2 separate regions of the Gossypium hirsutum genome follow, and region 1 is linked to region 2. The links are chromatin contacts, called in public Hi-C maps. All regions are on one chromosome and are shown on one strand. Each heading gives the region's core, a stretch centred on a gene start, on an enhancer-like site or on the middle of the called end of the contact. The rest is flanking DNA. Distances are from core to core; before and after follow the strand shown. Region 1 holds the start of LOC107926888 (E3 ubiquitin-protein ligase RFI2). Region 2 holds the start of LOC107926882 (nuclear transcription factor Y subunit B-5).

Region 1 (4,068 bases), core at 317-2,816, 450 kb after region 2:
AATTTTATTCTCTTTTTCAAGTCGGGTCGAGTTTAAGCCTAAAAAATAAACTTAAAATTTTAAATTGGCCCGACCTAAAGTCAACCCGACCAACCTATAATCAAGCCTAAAGGGGACACATCATAATAATATAATTTAATAATATAAAAATATTAAAAATAAAAGTTGAATAAAATTAACAAGTTGTATTAAACTCGAATTTAACTCAACTTCATAATTATGAAATCGACATGAAATTTTATTAAAGTCAAATTGGAGTATTCTTAATAGGATCCCGAGAGCAAGTGGAAGCGTGGCAGTCTGGAAGCTTCATCAAGGGTAGATGGATTTTGCGGCATCAAGGATCGTCCAAGGACTAATTAAAGAACTTACGGGCCTTAAAAGTTCTAGCCAGCCCATCAACATTTTCATTATCCATTTATCTCTATCTATTTTCAATCTCCAAATCATCAATAACCCTCTTCTTCTGTTATAAAGAAGTGGTTTATAAATCAACCATAGGATTTATACGGTGAATGTGAATCTGCATAAAAAAAAAAAAGAGGAAAAGAAAAAGAGAATTACGTTTAATAAAAAGTGTGAATTAAATTAACATACCGCTGTATTATTACTTTTATATAAATTTTATTTTACATTGATTAATTATAAAGTTTATAAATTTAAAAAGTTCAATTAATCAATTTGAGTTATCAAATTAAATTAATAATTAATTTACCATTAGATTCATAATAGAATATTAAATTAGCAAACTTAGTAGCTTATTGAATTGATATCTTTAATTTTAACCATTGAAAATTATTTCATATGATAAAATATGATTAATAAACTTTTTCACGTAAAATTTAAATATTTTAATTAAGATTATTTTTATGTAATAAATTATAATTAACAGGCTTGCTTATATAAAATAGTAAGAATTTTACTTAGATAATATGTTATTATAAATAAATAATTTAGTAAATAATGTATTTTATACCAATGATTGATTTTTTTTATAAGTGAATTTTTTTTATAGTGAATTAAAATAAAATATAAAAAATTGATTTTACTAAAAACTTGATTATTATAGGGTATAAAAAAATCTAACATAAATGTAAAAATATTTCATCTTTTCATGAGAAAAATAATACTATATGGTTTTTTTTACGTAGTAATACATTTTTAGTGATATTAAATCATGTGACATCCAAATTATAAATTGAAAGAAAAAAATATGAAATCAACATCAAGGTTGAAATTAGGATTTAAAGAATATTAAATCTCCCAATTTAATAATTTATCTATTTTGAAATTTCTTTTAAATTTGAAGTTTAAATTATTTATTTTATTAAAAAATAAAATTATTATAAACATAATAATAAAATTGTTATTATTATTATTATTTTTTGCTGTATGCTAACTCATTATACAACTCAAGGAAGCATTTAATAGTAATAGAGATTAAAGGCAAAAATTGCTGATTTTTTTATTTAATAAAAATACCAACGTTAATGTAATTTAAAAAAAAAAGAAAAAAGAGAGTAAACTTTATATAAAACAAAAAAATCCAGTAAAAGACAACAGAGCGTATAAAACTGTTGAAAGTCCCATCCAAGTAATCTGACAGGTGGGACACCGAAACATCGGATAGATTTCTTCACATCCAAACCAAAACACACAGCAGATTCACAAACCTCCCCATTCACTACAAATTCAAGTTTGGGTTTTCTTTCTTTCTTTTTTGTATGCTTTTTTGATTGTTCAAAGAAAGGGTATGGTGCGCTCCAAAGCCTCTCTACTTGATCTTGATCATGATGATCATCATCAATTGATGGACGGTCCTGATGGGGATGTTGGTGCTGTTCCCCCATCTTCTTCTGATGTCTCTTGCTCGATTTGCCTTGATTTGGTCTCCGATACTGGAGGTAGATCCAGGGCTAAGCTTCTATGTGGTCATCAATTCCATCTAGGTAATTTTAATTTTTTTCTTAATTATGCTGTTTTTTTTTAAAATTGGGGTAAAATGATTTTGTAAGTTCTGTCGCTGCTTATTAACATCTCATCCGTTTTTTTTTTTGGTAAAAAAATCATTTATGCGAATTATTTCTGGCTTTTTATCAATGAAATTATGATGATAGAAGTCTAGTTGAATAATCTTTGTCAGTTTGATATAATTGGTTGCCATTCAAAAAGATGTGTAGCTTTAAGGAAAGTGCCTTAAACAGATGAAGCAAACTTCATGCATTTACTGTTTCTGCTTGAACCATGATTTTATGTGTTCTTGTCATTGTTGGTTTGGGTTATTTCCTGCTACTGGACCCATATTTGCAGATTGCATTGGTTCGGCCTTTAATATGAAGGGGGCGATGCAATGCCCGAATTGCCGAAAGGTAGAAAAAGGTCAGTGGTTGTATGCGAATGGATCCAACCGATCGCTTCCTGAGCTAACCATGGAGGACTGGAATCTTGATGATGATTATTATGAGCCAGTTTATTCTGAAATGGTAAAGCAAATTCCTATGTTTTCTATTTGTTGGTATTGTTGTTTATTAAGCATACATCAATCAGCTTCTGCAATTAGCTTGTTTCTTAACTTGATGTGATGTTATGTTTTCAAACTCTTGACATGCATCTAATGGCATGCCTCAAATTCTAGTCTCTCAGTTCGATATAAATTATGACTTGTCATGTGATATGTGTTATCTTTATGCTACTCTTTGGCTTGGCTCCGTACAAAGGACGGAAAGGAGTATGGATGGAAAATTTATTTATCTGAAGGTTAAAATTCATAATTAGTTTCCTACTTTGTAGCTTAACCATTAGCTTAACAAATTTTCCATCCTATCTCATTTCCATCTTTCATACCAATCAGGGCCTTCATGTCTACGCACTAACATGCATAAATATAAGCTTCAGTGTTCACAGAAAGAAAAGTTTAAAAACCGTGATTCATTTATCTTCTTTCTATTGTTTTCTGTTACAGAACTTGTTGTATAGGTGCCATATGTTTTTCTTCTTTGAATCCACTTTTTGTTAGCTATTATTGAAAGTGTTGGTTAATTCTTGCTTACAATGTGTTCTTCATTTGAGCTTTGTGATCACACTGTCTTAGTACCTTTTTTTTATAGCAGCAATTTAGAGCTCAGTGGTGTCCATATGGCGAATTCACAAGAATCGGTTCATCATCTGAGTAAGCGTTATCTCTCTTTTTGAGGTGTTGGTTTCATTTTGACCATTTTTTCTTGTACTACAATTGCGGGACCGTTTTAAATCATTTTCTCTTGAATTGTGATATGGACACTTTAATTGCAATAGGAGTTTTTAGTTTTATTTATTTATTATATATCAGGTTTTACTAAGAGTTTTAGTTTTACTTATCTATTATATTAGGTTTTTATTTCCTTCATAAACTCTTAAGTTAGGAATTCTATTTTATGTCAATTAGGACTCTTTCCTTTGTCATTAACAGTCTATAAAAGGCTGTCAATATGAAATAAAGAGGAAAGCAATTATTCTATCAAAAGAAACATTATTTTGAGAGGGGGTTCAGTCAATGACGAATCTGCCTTTTGAGTAACCATAGGTCGAAGCAAGAATTCTTTCTCGTCTAGACCTGTGACTAGATCCTACGCCACGGCGCATAACAACTTGGTATCAGAGTTAGCTATCATGGGTGACGAAAAAACTTTGACAGCCAAGCTGGAGGCATTTATGGAACAAATGGCTACAAGGCAACAAGCATTAGAGGAGCAGATGGCGATTTTATCTCTTTCGGTCCAAAAGACAACGAAAGAGAATTTAGAAAAAAAATAATGAAGAACAAGGCAGCAGTGGAGGCAAGAAAAGAAATTCAGATTCACAACACGGTGGGGGCATGGTGCCAAGATACTCCAAGATGGAATTTCCCACTTATGATGGTGTTGGTGATCCTTTAGGATGGTTAAAAAGATGCGAAAATTTTTTTGGTAATCAGCGGACCAACGAAGAAGACAAAGTCGGCTTAGCTTCATTCCATCTCTTAGGAGAAGTACAATTGTGGTTTGATCAAATCGAGGAAGAGGAGGCAAATCTAGATTGGGAGCGCTTTAG
Region 2 (3,829 bases), core at 453-2,952:
AAATTTAAATCTAAATCCAAATTTTGTTTTTAGTGAATTATAAGAATAGGTAAAACCCGAATAATAAACACGACTAACGCGACTCGAATCTAGACCACACTTGAGACGGTAAATATTCTAATTGTCATGACATCACATGGGGTTGATCTAAATCCAAATTTTAGTTACTAAACTTTACCTAATTGAATTTAAGTTACCCGTTAGTCTAAATTGATTAAATGAACGAAGAAGACAAGGGAAGTTGACAATTAATTAAGAAAAGAAATTTCATTAGAAAGCAAATTAAAAGATGTTATGTTAGGGTTCGAAGGGGCTGTTTGTCTAGGTTTTCACAATAAATTTGTTGCTTGTCTGAAATAAATAAGAAAAAAAGAATCAAATAGAATCTTTTACTTTTGTTTTTCTTTCAGACAGGTATCTTTTCAAACGGTTAATTTAAACACAAGAAGTTCCAAATGACAAACCCTAGAAACCATTACTTACTCAGCTCCTATGTTTTTATTAATTCTCTAATTCATTTTTCTGCATCAACCCATCTCTCAATCATCCTCAGTTGCAGGAAAACTATATATTCAATCCCTTTGAATATTATTTACATTAATATATATTAATTGCTTGCATCATGATCGAGACCTGATGCGGGGTTTTCACGACAAAACAAAGAAATGTCCAAATACTTACTGTGGTCCCAAGATCTCGGATTTTCAGACACAAACCCTAACCTTGGATAAGTATGACTAATTGACTATTTCCAAAGGGTAAATGAAGAAATGGCTACACTAGGCATTTGCTCAGCTCTCTATTAAATTTGAAATCTAAATCGGATATAATCCTCAAATTTTGATCCAACATCCACAATATGCATAAAAAACAAGCTTGAAAGTTGAAATTAGTAGTCTTTACTCTTTGGTGCCAATGAAGAACACTCAAAGTAGTCAAAAACAGTCGAAGAAATCAGATCAAAATCGAAATTTAAGTAAGCCAAAAAAGAAAGAAAGCAAGAAGAAGCATAAAACAAACCCTAAAATTTTCGTACACAAAATCCCAATTTTGTGGTTTAAACTTTAAACAAAATACCTGCAAATAAATTTAAAGGAAAAAAAAAACCTCAACAATTCTAAAGCTGATATTACTCAATTCAGAAAACAAACGTCAGAGAAACACAGAGTGCTTAATGTAAAAATCAAGTTTTTGAATATTAATTTTATTGTAGTATTGTCCCTTTCAAAAGGGCCTTGTTGCAAGAGAGCTATCGCTCCTCTCGATAGCCCTATTTTGGCTAACTCTTTCTCCTTCTTGTTCCCTATACCTATGCAAATACCTCTTCAATTGCTCGGCGTAGTTGTCAAACCCTAGCGTTGCCAGTGCCCAACAAACGTCGTCCCCGTTAACCGTCTTCCGCTTCTCCTTGTGGCACTTTTCGGATGCCTCCCCGGTGACGAAGCTGATGAACTCCGACACGCATTCCTGCATGGTTTCTTTGGCTTCCTTGGAGATCTTGGCGTTGGGAGGTAGGATCTGCTTCATGATCCGGCCGACATTCGCTATCGGAAGCAGCCGGTCTTGTTCCTTGATGATGCCATCCTCGCCTGAGAGGACACTACTAGCAGCGCCTGTGGCAAAGTTGTACTTAAGACCTTCACTATCTAAATTATTAATCCCTATTTTATCAGCCATTTCTATTAAAAGCAAAAAAAAAAAAATTATACCTCTTAAACTCAGACACGTCTCTTCTAACTGCTAATTTGCTATTATATAGGCTCATACTTATTTATATACATACACACATCTATATACATATAAATAGTAAAATGGTAAAATTTATTCGACTACATGACAATTCATGATATAAACCGATCAACCAATACAAAGCATTGTTGGTGTGGATTTGATTTTCTTATTAAAAAATAATATTTTATACATTATCAGTTAATAATATGAAAAATCATTATTAAGTAAAATAAAAAATATTTGAGAACTTATAAATATATATTAATATATAGATTTATTTAAACATAAGTAAATGTCGATTATACTTATTACGATTTGTTCAGATTTTAAATTTCGAGTTTAATGTTTATGGTAAAGGATTTAAAATTTAAATCACACATTACGTTTAGGGTTTGAGTTTACAAGTTAGAGTTTTTTATAATTTCTCTATTATTATTTTTATTTCACTAATAATAAAGTGTTATATTATTATTTATTAATATTAGATAAGTACTAATAATACATTAAATATTCGTAAGAGTAGGGGATCGTGGGAGCAAACTAAACCTTAAAAAGGCATAAAGAAAAATACTCAAAACTTATCACTTACAGACAATGGTCCCTCTTCATAGTCTGCTCTCAATAAGGTTGGAACTCAAAAAAAATAAATATTATAAATAGAAAAATCTGAAAATTTGAAATGTGTGGACTTAAAGATATGCACGTGTGGGGTTCTTGCCATAGCTGCAACAAAATTAATTCTAAATTAAAGCACTAATAAAGTTGGATTACCTACTAATTTAGGGTTTTTCGTACTTGAGATTATTTATGTCACACTACACGACATGAAATTGTTTCACTTTTTTTAATAGTTGTTTATGTTGTGAAGTCATGTGGTTCGGGTTACACGATCCTGAAACTCTGGACTTGGTATATAATGCCACGTATAGCCCTATGATGACCAAAGTAAGTAAATTATTAAGGCCATTAATCTTGATGAATGATGAATCACATTACATATGCATGTCATGTGTATGTATATGATTTTTGTTTAGTTATTAATTCAAGCTTGCATTCTATATATAGTACTAAGCGTGAGGTTTTAACTTAATTATTTATTTATTAATGATGAAAGTGGGTTTGCTTATGTAAACTAATTATAATTTATTATATTCTTATTGTTCATTTGGAATCAATCATTGTTGTCTCACAAAATTGAATATTTGTGAAAGAAAAGAAGACCTTGGATGATGAATAGTTTAGAGAAGATATTTGATGCGCTGCATGCTAATTAAGAATTTTTTTTAGTGGTAATTTTTTTATAAATATTAAAAATGTGTTTTGGGTTATATAAATTTGTATACATCTTTATAAGAGAAAGAAAAAAAATTAGTGAAGATTCTTGGAGGATAAAGCATCATTTAGTGTACAAATATACCTTGGTAGCTTTTCGTAATTAAGTCTTTGAATTTAAATAAAGAGTATTAAAATTAAATCTAAAAAATAATTAAGTATTAAGAAATTATAATAAAATTTAGGTCTTGATATGGCATAATTTTAGAGAATTACATAATCACACTTTAACATAATCCAAGTTTAATAACTAAATTAAGAAATTTTATCAAAATCCAAATTAATATAGACAAAAAAAAGAACCAAAGTAAAAAAAACTGTCAAACTTAGGGATTAAATGTTAATTTGTCCCATTTTTTTAGCAAAGGTAAGAAAAACTGTTATCTAAGGATTAAATACAAAACTAATATCAATTAAATATTTAAACACAAATCATTAATCACTATTCAATAGAAAAATTAGTAGAGAATGTATCTAACAATTAAGCTATGCCTTATCCTTGGCTACTATGGCTTTGTCAATGGACTAAATCCTAGGTTTAACAAAGGTATTTGTAGCATTTCTTTTGTTGATCTCTTGGACAAGTAGGCTAAATTTGTTGAAAATCATTATGCAATGGGATAACATGTCTCAATTAAGATCATGGGCACTTAATTAAAGCGTATATGGATTCTAGCAAAATAAATAAAACATGTGATACTTAAAGTTCACAAGCAATTATTTAGAAAATGAAACTTAAATTTAGTAATCTAATTCTTTGATTAAA

What was found. Hi-C and Micro-C count contacts between places; a contact is called where the count stands out from the background.
Region 1: a contact with region 2 is called in a Hi-C map of leaf, with 3 times the contacts expected there. The contact joins the promoter of LOC107926888 here to the promoter of LOC107926882 in region 2. A contact is called at or near these places in 2 of 34 Hi-C or Micro-C datasets (both in leaf).

What each region holds. Positions count from the first base shown.
Region 1 is chrA08:94,347,745-94,351,812 of Gossypium_hirsutum_v2.1, forward strand. It overlaps LOC107926888 (E3 ubiquitin-protein ligase RFI2), which reads left to right and starts at 1,567. Exons shown (of 6, transcript XM_016857828.2): 1 at 1,567-1,949; 2 at 2,311-2,483; 3 at 3,111-3,169. The coding sequence starts at 1,754.
Region 2 is chrA08:93,901,352-93,905,180 of Gossypium_hirsutum_v2.1, forward strand. LOC107926882 (nuclear transcription factor Y subunit B-5) reads right to left here and starts at 1,703. Exons shown (of 1, transcript XM_041074652.1): 1 at 1,109-1,703. The coding sequence starts at 1,677. The coding sequence ends at 1,225.